2 separate regions of the Rattus norvegicus genome follow, and region 2 is linked to region 1. A link is a contact called in public Hi-C data. All regions are on one chromosome and are shown on one strand. Each heading gives the region's core, a stretch centred on a gene start, on an enhancer-like site or on the middle of the called end of the contact. The rest is flanking DNA. Distances are from core to core; before and after follow the strand shown.

What was found. Hi-C and Micro-C count contacts between places; a contact is called where the count stands out from the background.
Region 2: a contact with region 1 is called in a Hi-C map of Schwann cells, with 2.9 times the contacts expected there. The contact joins two enhancer-like sites. A contact is called at or near these places in 3 of 12 Hi-C or Micro-C datasets (the A7r5 cell line, Schwann cells and frontal cortex).

The regions. Positions count from the first base shown.
Region 1 is chr6:48,390,489-48,394,140 of GRCr8, reverse strand. No RefSeq gene overlaps it. Among named protein-coding and RNA genes, the nearest start is that of Rnf144a, 360 kb to the left of the region's middle. Within about 2 kb of position 1,615, at least 9 of the 93 cell types and tissues checked have an H3K27ac peak or open chromatin away from gene starts, as enhancers often do. A contact at or near this core is called in Schwann cells, where this site is marked.
Region 2 is chr6:48,599,842-48,603,954 of GRCr8, reverse strand. No RefSeq gene overlaps it. Among named protein-coding and RNA genes, the nearest start is that of Rnf144a, 150 kb to the left of the region's middle. Within about 2 kb of position 1,279, at least 5 of the 93 cell types and tissues checked have an H3K27ac peak or open chromatin away from gene starts, as enhancers often do. A contact at or near this core is called in Schwann cells, where this site is marked.

The DNA.
Region 1 (3,652 bases), core at 366-2,865:
ATGGATTTGTCTGCTCTTGCGGGTGTGGGACACTATTGTCCTTTGAATGACTCGCTCAGAAATAGTCTTTCAACATTCTTTCTCCTTAGAAGTCATAATTCCACTACCACCACCACACATCCCTGTCACATAGAACCCTTTCTTCTGGCTTAGATACTACTCAGGTCCCCATCCCAGGTCCTGGGTTCTAGCTCTCCAAGAGCGATGTGTTCCTCGCCCCATCTTTGTCCAGAGTCCCCCATACCTAGGGTTGAGCATTCATTCCTGCTGCTGTAGGATGCCATTCTTTCTACATTCAAGCTACCATTCTCCAACATGAATTTCATTCATTCTGTTTGAATTTTACTGATAAAATGAGGTACAGTCCCAAGAGAAATGCAGGCATGGCTCTTCTGGGGTGTTTCAACATTGTAAGGACACCAAGAGCATTTCAAGAGAGGGGACATCTGCTATGATGAACATGTGGTCTTCAGCTCCTCTGAAGGAGGAGAGGTAACAGCTCTCTGATTCCTTTCTCCTCTTGAACCCCAACCTTTCAGGTTGAGATTTGTAAGTAAAGCCTGGAAGTGGTAGGTAGCAACTCCAGAGAAGGATGGAGACAGAGGCTAACTAGAACCCCCTGGAGATAGCTGAGGATAGACAGGACCTCCATTCAGTCATACTGTGGAGTTTGATGACTTTGTGAACAGGAAAACTGTATGCATTTCTTTTTGATAAAAAGAAACCTGATTACACACACACACACACACACACACACACGGAAGGAGGGAGGGAGGGAGGGAGAGAGAGAGAGAGAGAGAGAGAGAGAGAGAGAGAGAGAGAGAGAACAAAACCCCCCCAAATGCACAGAGGCCTGCTTTGGTTTTGGGGTAGAAACAGAAGCAAGACTAACCCACCAAGCAGGCTGCAAAGTGTAGAAAAGTCAAAGTGTGACAGTAAGAGAACTTGTTTTGATGGGGACATGTCTCAGGGGTTCCTCTACTGCCCAAAAGGAATGTCCTGCTTGGCCCAGAGTCTGCTCAGGTGCTCTTGGGAACCAGAAACCTGGAGTAGAGGATGTAAGCATAGCTCCTTGGGTCCTGCTGTTGTTGGACCTGGGAACTCTAGCAGGTTTCAGTTTTACCCTTTCCTAGGATGCTTTTGATGTAGTTAATATGGAGTTTTAAAATGCTAAGAACTGCAAATGAAAGCAAGACCAGTCAATGCTCTGTGCTGGTCCTGTGTTATCAAGAAAGGAGCCTGGACCCCAAGCTTGTTTGGAGGACTGCCCAGAGGACAAGGGAAGCCAAGGAGAGAAGGAAGTGGTACCCAGAGACAGGAAGGGAGGCTCCACTATAGGTTCACACCCCAAGTGATGCTTTGGGTCCCAGCCTCACAGTGCAATGTTACGGGTGTGAAGCTAGAGCAGGTGTCCTACAGAGGACCCACCGTGTGGATAGGAGGGGAGTAGCGAAGTGGGGTTCAGGAAATGCCATCTGTTCTTCAGTAGTCCTGTCACCACTGGGGCTGGGGCTATCTGAGTGGCTTCCAGCCACTGGCTCTTGCCATCCTGAGCCTCTGGCGGCTGCGCCCTCTCCGGAACTGTCTTACTCTTCTGACTCTGAAGGCCTTATTGATTGCTCAAAGTGAACCCTCAGCCCACGGCTTCCTCCACCCCGGGGCAGCCTGCATTTCCTCTGACGTGGTCTGTGTCTTCTCCCTTCCCCCAGCGCCCTGGGCTTTTTACATTTCAAATATTTGACAGCTGGGTGAACTTCTGCTTCCGCCCAAAGAAGGACTCTTTGCAGTTCACAATGGCCGGCCAGTGGCGCAGGGGCAACTGTCGCTCCAGCTGTGAGAGAGGCCTTTGCAAATGCTCGGGAGAAGCTGCTGTCCAGCTGCGCGCCTCGCCCTCTGGCAGCGGGCTGCATTTTAATCAACCGGCTCTCACTCTCTGGGAGAAGGACTCATTTGTGGGGCTGGAGCAGATGGCCCCCGCCCCCAGCGCCCCAAGATCCTCAGGCCTTCCGCTCCGGCAGGTGAGGCCTGGTGATGTCAACGCAGGTGTGGACTGGAGGTCCCAGCTCCAATCCAGACACCCAGCGCCTATGTTAGCACTGCCTGTGTTAGGCTCACAGCTCCCTAGAGTGCACTGTATAGAACACATAGCCCTGGGTCCATAATACTAGAAGTTGGAATCCTGTAGATAATGAGAAGACAGTGCCAGACTTGATGAGAGGTGTACTGGGCAGGTACCACCATTCTACCTGCAATCAGACCATTTGAACTAACTGTTTCTTGGACATCCCAGTGTGTCCCCAGAGAGATCAGTGCACCTCCATCCCTGTGTGTGGAAAACTCTGTGAATATCATGCGTGTCCCTGCCTGTAGATAGATATCATATCCATCTCCTCACTGCTAGGCTGGGCTGTCCAGCCTTGCAGTCCAGTTGGACAGCTATGACATTCTCTGTGGAGTTTTGTCTGCCTTAAAAGGGTGTTCAGGAAATGCCAGGTGCCTTGATTTCATTTATTCCCCTCAATACCAGATGGTTCTAATCCCTGTTTTTATCCAAGGAGGCAGGGCACAGGGATTTCCCAGTGTGGACGGTGCTGCTGAGCCATGCTTAGTGCCAGGTAGTCTGCCTCTTCACCCCTTCACCCCTCCACCCTTCACCCCTCTACCCCTTCACACCCACTGTTGTGCATATGTGTCTGAGCTGTGCCCATGCCCCGAGTGTCTGATGAAAATTTCTGTTGGGACTGGACCCTGATATTCTTCATGTTAGAGGTCCCTACATAGTGTAGCTGTGCATCTGTGCAACATCAAAAGGAACTACCATGTCCTGATCATCTACCTTGACTCCTGAGTGAACGCTCTCTTCCTGGTCACTCATCCGTCTCACTTTACCCTCCTTGCCAAGTCGACTCCTGATAGTTTGGTTGTGATGGATAGTAGGAGGGTAAAATTAACCCAAGTTCCTGCTGCCTAGGTGGCTACTTGCATTGATCTAGTTCACAGTCCGCCTCCACGGTTGACCTCTTCCAGGCCCAGTGGACTTGCATTCAATTCTCACCTCTACCTTCTCCTCTTCTCTAGAATGATGTGTCCATGGGTAATATCACAGTCAACACAGTTCAGCAGAGCCACCACAGATTGACTTGAAGAAATTTAAACATATATAGGAAACAAAGATAATACAATCTCATTCTCCTGTGCCAGTGGACCTATACTCATAGTCCTAACCTGGCCTGGAGGTTTTATTTAGAAGTAGAAAGATCTCCTTTTCTGATGTGAATGAATCAAAACCACTTCATGATGGATTATTTAACATTTTAAAATCCAGATTTTTTTTTCAGTCTCTCTGGATGAATGCCAAGTGGTCTGGAACACAGGAAGTTGGTTTCCACAGGGTCACAGCCACTCACACAAGTGTTCACCTCCACCCTCAGTTTGTTCACTCATTCATAGCCTCTCTCTGGCTTCTGCGGGCTTCTAGAAACCTTACCAATCCCAACAGAAGAGCAGCCCTGATAGAAACACAGCTACCTCTACAGAGTACTAACCAGTCTTTCCTTCAGTCGGAGGCCGTGTCCTGCCATTCATAATCTCTATGTCCTGACAGAGATTTCAAATAGTAAGGTGATTATTACAGAGTTCTGAGGATGGCCGA
Region 2 (4,113 bases), core at 30-2,529, 210 kb before region 1:
ACACACAGTGATGGCTGCCAGCTCCCATAGAACCTAGATCATCTCTGCCCTAAAATGTGTACCATTAGAGATGAGTGACACTTACTGAGTGGACCGGGTTCTAAATAAAAGCTGAGCTTCATTTCCCATGAAGTTCCTGTGATAAAATACCCTGACAGAAGAAACTCAAGCAGGGAGAGATTCGTTTCAACTTGATGTTCTAGAGTGTAGTCCACCCTGTCTGAAAAGTCAGTGTAGTGCGTGCTCGAGGTAACTGGACACATCCAGCCAGGAAGCTGGGAGCAGGGAATGCATGCCTGTATGCAGCTCACTTTACCCCTTTCACACAGTCTTCAGATCTGTAGTGCGGCTCCTGCCACCCCAACTATCCCCCTCACTGCAAGTGTATCCTAAGGCTCAAGGATTCCTCAAAGAAAGGGAAGCGTCACAGGATGCTCGCCCAAAGAAGATTCCAGATCATGTCAAGCTGTCAACAAAAGAAAAAAAAACTGGAATGCAGAAACTATCATTTTGAAGGATTTTCCATAACCAACTGGACAGGGGGCCATCTTACTGTTCCTCCTATTTTCGAAACTCTAAGGTAAGGACTCCTCCGTCCTAAATTTAAAATCCAGCATTCATTGAAAATTAAGGTGAATTAAAAGAATCACAGAATTCCACTCCCAAACAGAAAACAAACAGAACATAGGCATTAAGGCTGAATGCCTGTGAATGTTATGGTTCATAGTGTTTTAAGGAAATCAGGGGACTGTGGCACTGTAAGTCCAATGGTGGCCTGGTAACCTCCAAGGAGACAGAAGAACAGAGGGTGCAACTCACCGTCCACTTGTGGCAGCTAGACAAGCAGGGCTCAGAAGTCCCTGCGTGGGAATTGCTGCCTGTGAGGGTGGTTTCTCTATAGAGCAGCATTCCCTCACACAGCCTGGTCTTGGCCTCCAAGGGTAGACACACAGCTGGGTTACCCAGCCCCTACTTCTCATGCTTCTCACTAGGAAGGGTTGCCTCTGTTTAACTTTTTCTGGAAGGTCAAATCTAAGGTTGGCTCCTTTAGGTCACGGAACTCCCTAGAGTGCTTTGCTTTCCAATCCTGAAAACACTTCCCATGAGTCCTCTCTTCTGCTTAGCCCTGGCCTCCGTTTGGCTTTGCTTGTTCAGCACAGCAGCGTTTATTCCCCACTAAATGAGTTCATTTCCCCTGACAGACATAGGAAATCTAAACACCTCCTGGACCCCATGGAGAATTTCCTTGGAGAAATCACCTGCTTTGTTCTCAACAGTAGGTGGCACTGTTGCTGTAGGAAACCCCACGGTTTCCAGGGCCCCGGCCAGCCGCGAGATATTTTTACCCAAAAGAGAAAAGGCCCAATGTGAAACAAAAACTTGGCAGAAGAAATTCCGAGAAGAATGCAAAGCTCCTAAAAAACTAAATTACCAGCAATTCCCTACTCACCGAACCCCAGCTTCACCAGCGGCCGTCCTCCATCCCACTCCAGGCCTTTTGGAAAAGGCAAGCAACCTGGCAATCCATAGCCGCTGATGACCCCTCCACTAAGTCAGCACAATTCTGACCCTTCCCACCAGGACCCGCATGTTGTTCCCACTCAGGATGACGTGAGACCAAATGCCCTCTTGTCCCCCTGGCTGTTGACCTCTGGGGAACAAAGGGGACCTTATTGTTGATGAGCTCTAGTCCAGAACTCCTGCCTCAGTTCTTCTGAGACCGACATTAGCAAGAAGCCCCTGTTCTAAATCTCGCAGAGTTCCAGCTGAGTCCAGGTGTGGGCAATGTGGCCAAGAGGCAAAGCTATTTTCTGTCAGGACCCCTGTGGCTTGCAAAGCCCAGTCACCTCTAGATTGACTCTTGGGATCCATAGCAATAGCATCTGAGCCACCTCTCAGGTCTCTGTTAACAGCACTGAATCCTGTGTGTTTATGCGTGTGCATGCGTGAGTGCGTGCGTGCGTGCGTGCGTGCATGCGTGTGTGTGTGTGTGTGTGTGTGTGTGGGTTTAATGGAAAGTTGGCACATCATGAAGTATATAAACGAAGAGAGTTTGGGGTGGACCGAAAGGCAGCATAGGTAGTAAACAGCATATTTAGATGAACACGTGGCCATAGAATTTAAGTGCATTATATATACGCCGTAAAGAGAGGAAGAGACATACCTAAGTTGGGAGAAGTTATCCTGGTTAGCTTTAATTGTCAACTTGACACAGTCTACAGTCATCTGAGAAGAAAGCTCCAATGAAAGAGGTGTCTCAATCAGATTGGTCTGTGGGCATATCTGTGGGGATGGTCTTACTGTGAGTTGATATGGGAGGCTCCAGTCCACTGTTGGCAGTACCGTCCCAAGCAGGTGGTCCCGTACTTATAAGAAAGCTTAGCTGAGTATAGGCCAGCCTGTGTGAGAGGCAGCCAGCAGAATCCTCTCTAGTTCTGTTGCATTTCCTTGGCTGTGAGGTGAGTTCCTTGGTCAGAGGTACCGCAAGCAGATCTGCCTCAAGTTCGATCCTTGACTTCGCTCACCAATGGACTGTGGTCTGGAGTTGTAAGCGGAAACAAACCTTTTCTTTTTCAAGTTGCTTTTGGTCAGAGTGTTTTGTCTCAGCAATAGGAAACCAGGCAGGCAATGTGATCATTTTATTGGGTGGAGCGGTGTCTCCGACAAGGTTAGCGATGAGTTGGGGTGGGGATCACAAATACTAGTTGATAGAACAGAGTGGTGGCTAATCTCGTCAACTTCAGATTTAGAATCACCATGGAAATGAACCTCTGGGCATGTGTAGGAGGGAGTCTCTAACTCTGAGTTCTACAGCCTGAATCCACAGGCTGGGGTGCTAGAGCAATTCAAAAGGACAAAGGGGACAGAGCATCAGTATTTCTGTCTCACTACTTCCTGATTGCCTGCAATGTGATTACCTCAAACCCCTGCTGCCGTGTTCTCACTACTGAATTGTACTGAGGAACAGCAAGGCAAAATAAACCCTTTGTTCCTTAAGTAGTCTTCTTTTTTCTTTTCTTTTCTTTCTTTTCTTTCTTCTTCCTCCCCCTCCCCCTCCCCCTCCTTCCTCCCCCCTCCTCCCCCTCCTTCCTCCCCCCTCCTCCCCCTCCTTCCTCCCCCCTCCTCCCCCTCCTTCCTCCCCCCTCCTCCCCCTCCTTCCTCCCCCCTCCTCCCCCTCCTTCCTCCCCCCTCCTCCCCCTCCCCCTCCTCCCCCTCCTTCCTCCTCCCCCCCCTCCTCCTCCTCCTCCTCCTCCTCCTCCTCCTCCTCCTCCTCCTCCTCCTCCTCCTCCTCCTCCTCCTCCTCCTCCTTCTTCTTCTTCTTCTTCTTCTTCTTCTTCTTCTTCTTCTTCTGTATTTTGTCCCAGCAACAGCAAAGTAACTAATACAAGTAGATTTAATGCCCATGCCATACTTCCTGAGGATGTACTATGCCTAAAGAGAAGGACCATTTTTTATTAAGGGGTGAGACATTACAATATTTGCTCACTGAAAAATGGGTTCTGGACACAGCAGGGAATTTGCACCATGCCCAGAACCTGCACTAGTTCAAGTCAATCAAATCCCATCATTTGTTGGGTAGGTGGCATGAAGTCCTACTCGTGGGTGAGGAGCTATGACAGGTGAAATCTGCTGGGAGAGTCAGTTCTCTTTAAGAGCGTGGTCCCTGCTAGGTCACACACCCTCCTGGAAGGCTGCTGTACCAAGAGTTTATGTGCAGCACAAATTGGACAGAGACAAATATACACCAAGTTGAGTGATCAAGAAAGGAAGGTAAATCTTGGAGGAACTGGAGAGGAGTAAGTCTAACCACCATACACGTGTCAAGTTCTCCAAGAGCGATACAATGTTTTAAGTTCTAGGTGCGAAGCTTTCTCAATGGGAAAAGTTACAGTTTTCCTGAGAGATGGAGGCAATATTATTGAATTGCACAAGCTCTAGAATTCCAGAGATTGAGTTTTGCTACTTGACCTAGACCTGTGTTAATTAGTGGGCTGGTCATTTGCTCCTCTAGGTGTTAACTTCCCTGCTGTGGGATTGAATTTACAACTCATGCTCAATGGAGTTGATTGGGGACTGTGAGAGAAAGAGAATGAATATGTGAGCTAAAGCAGA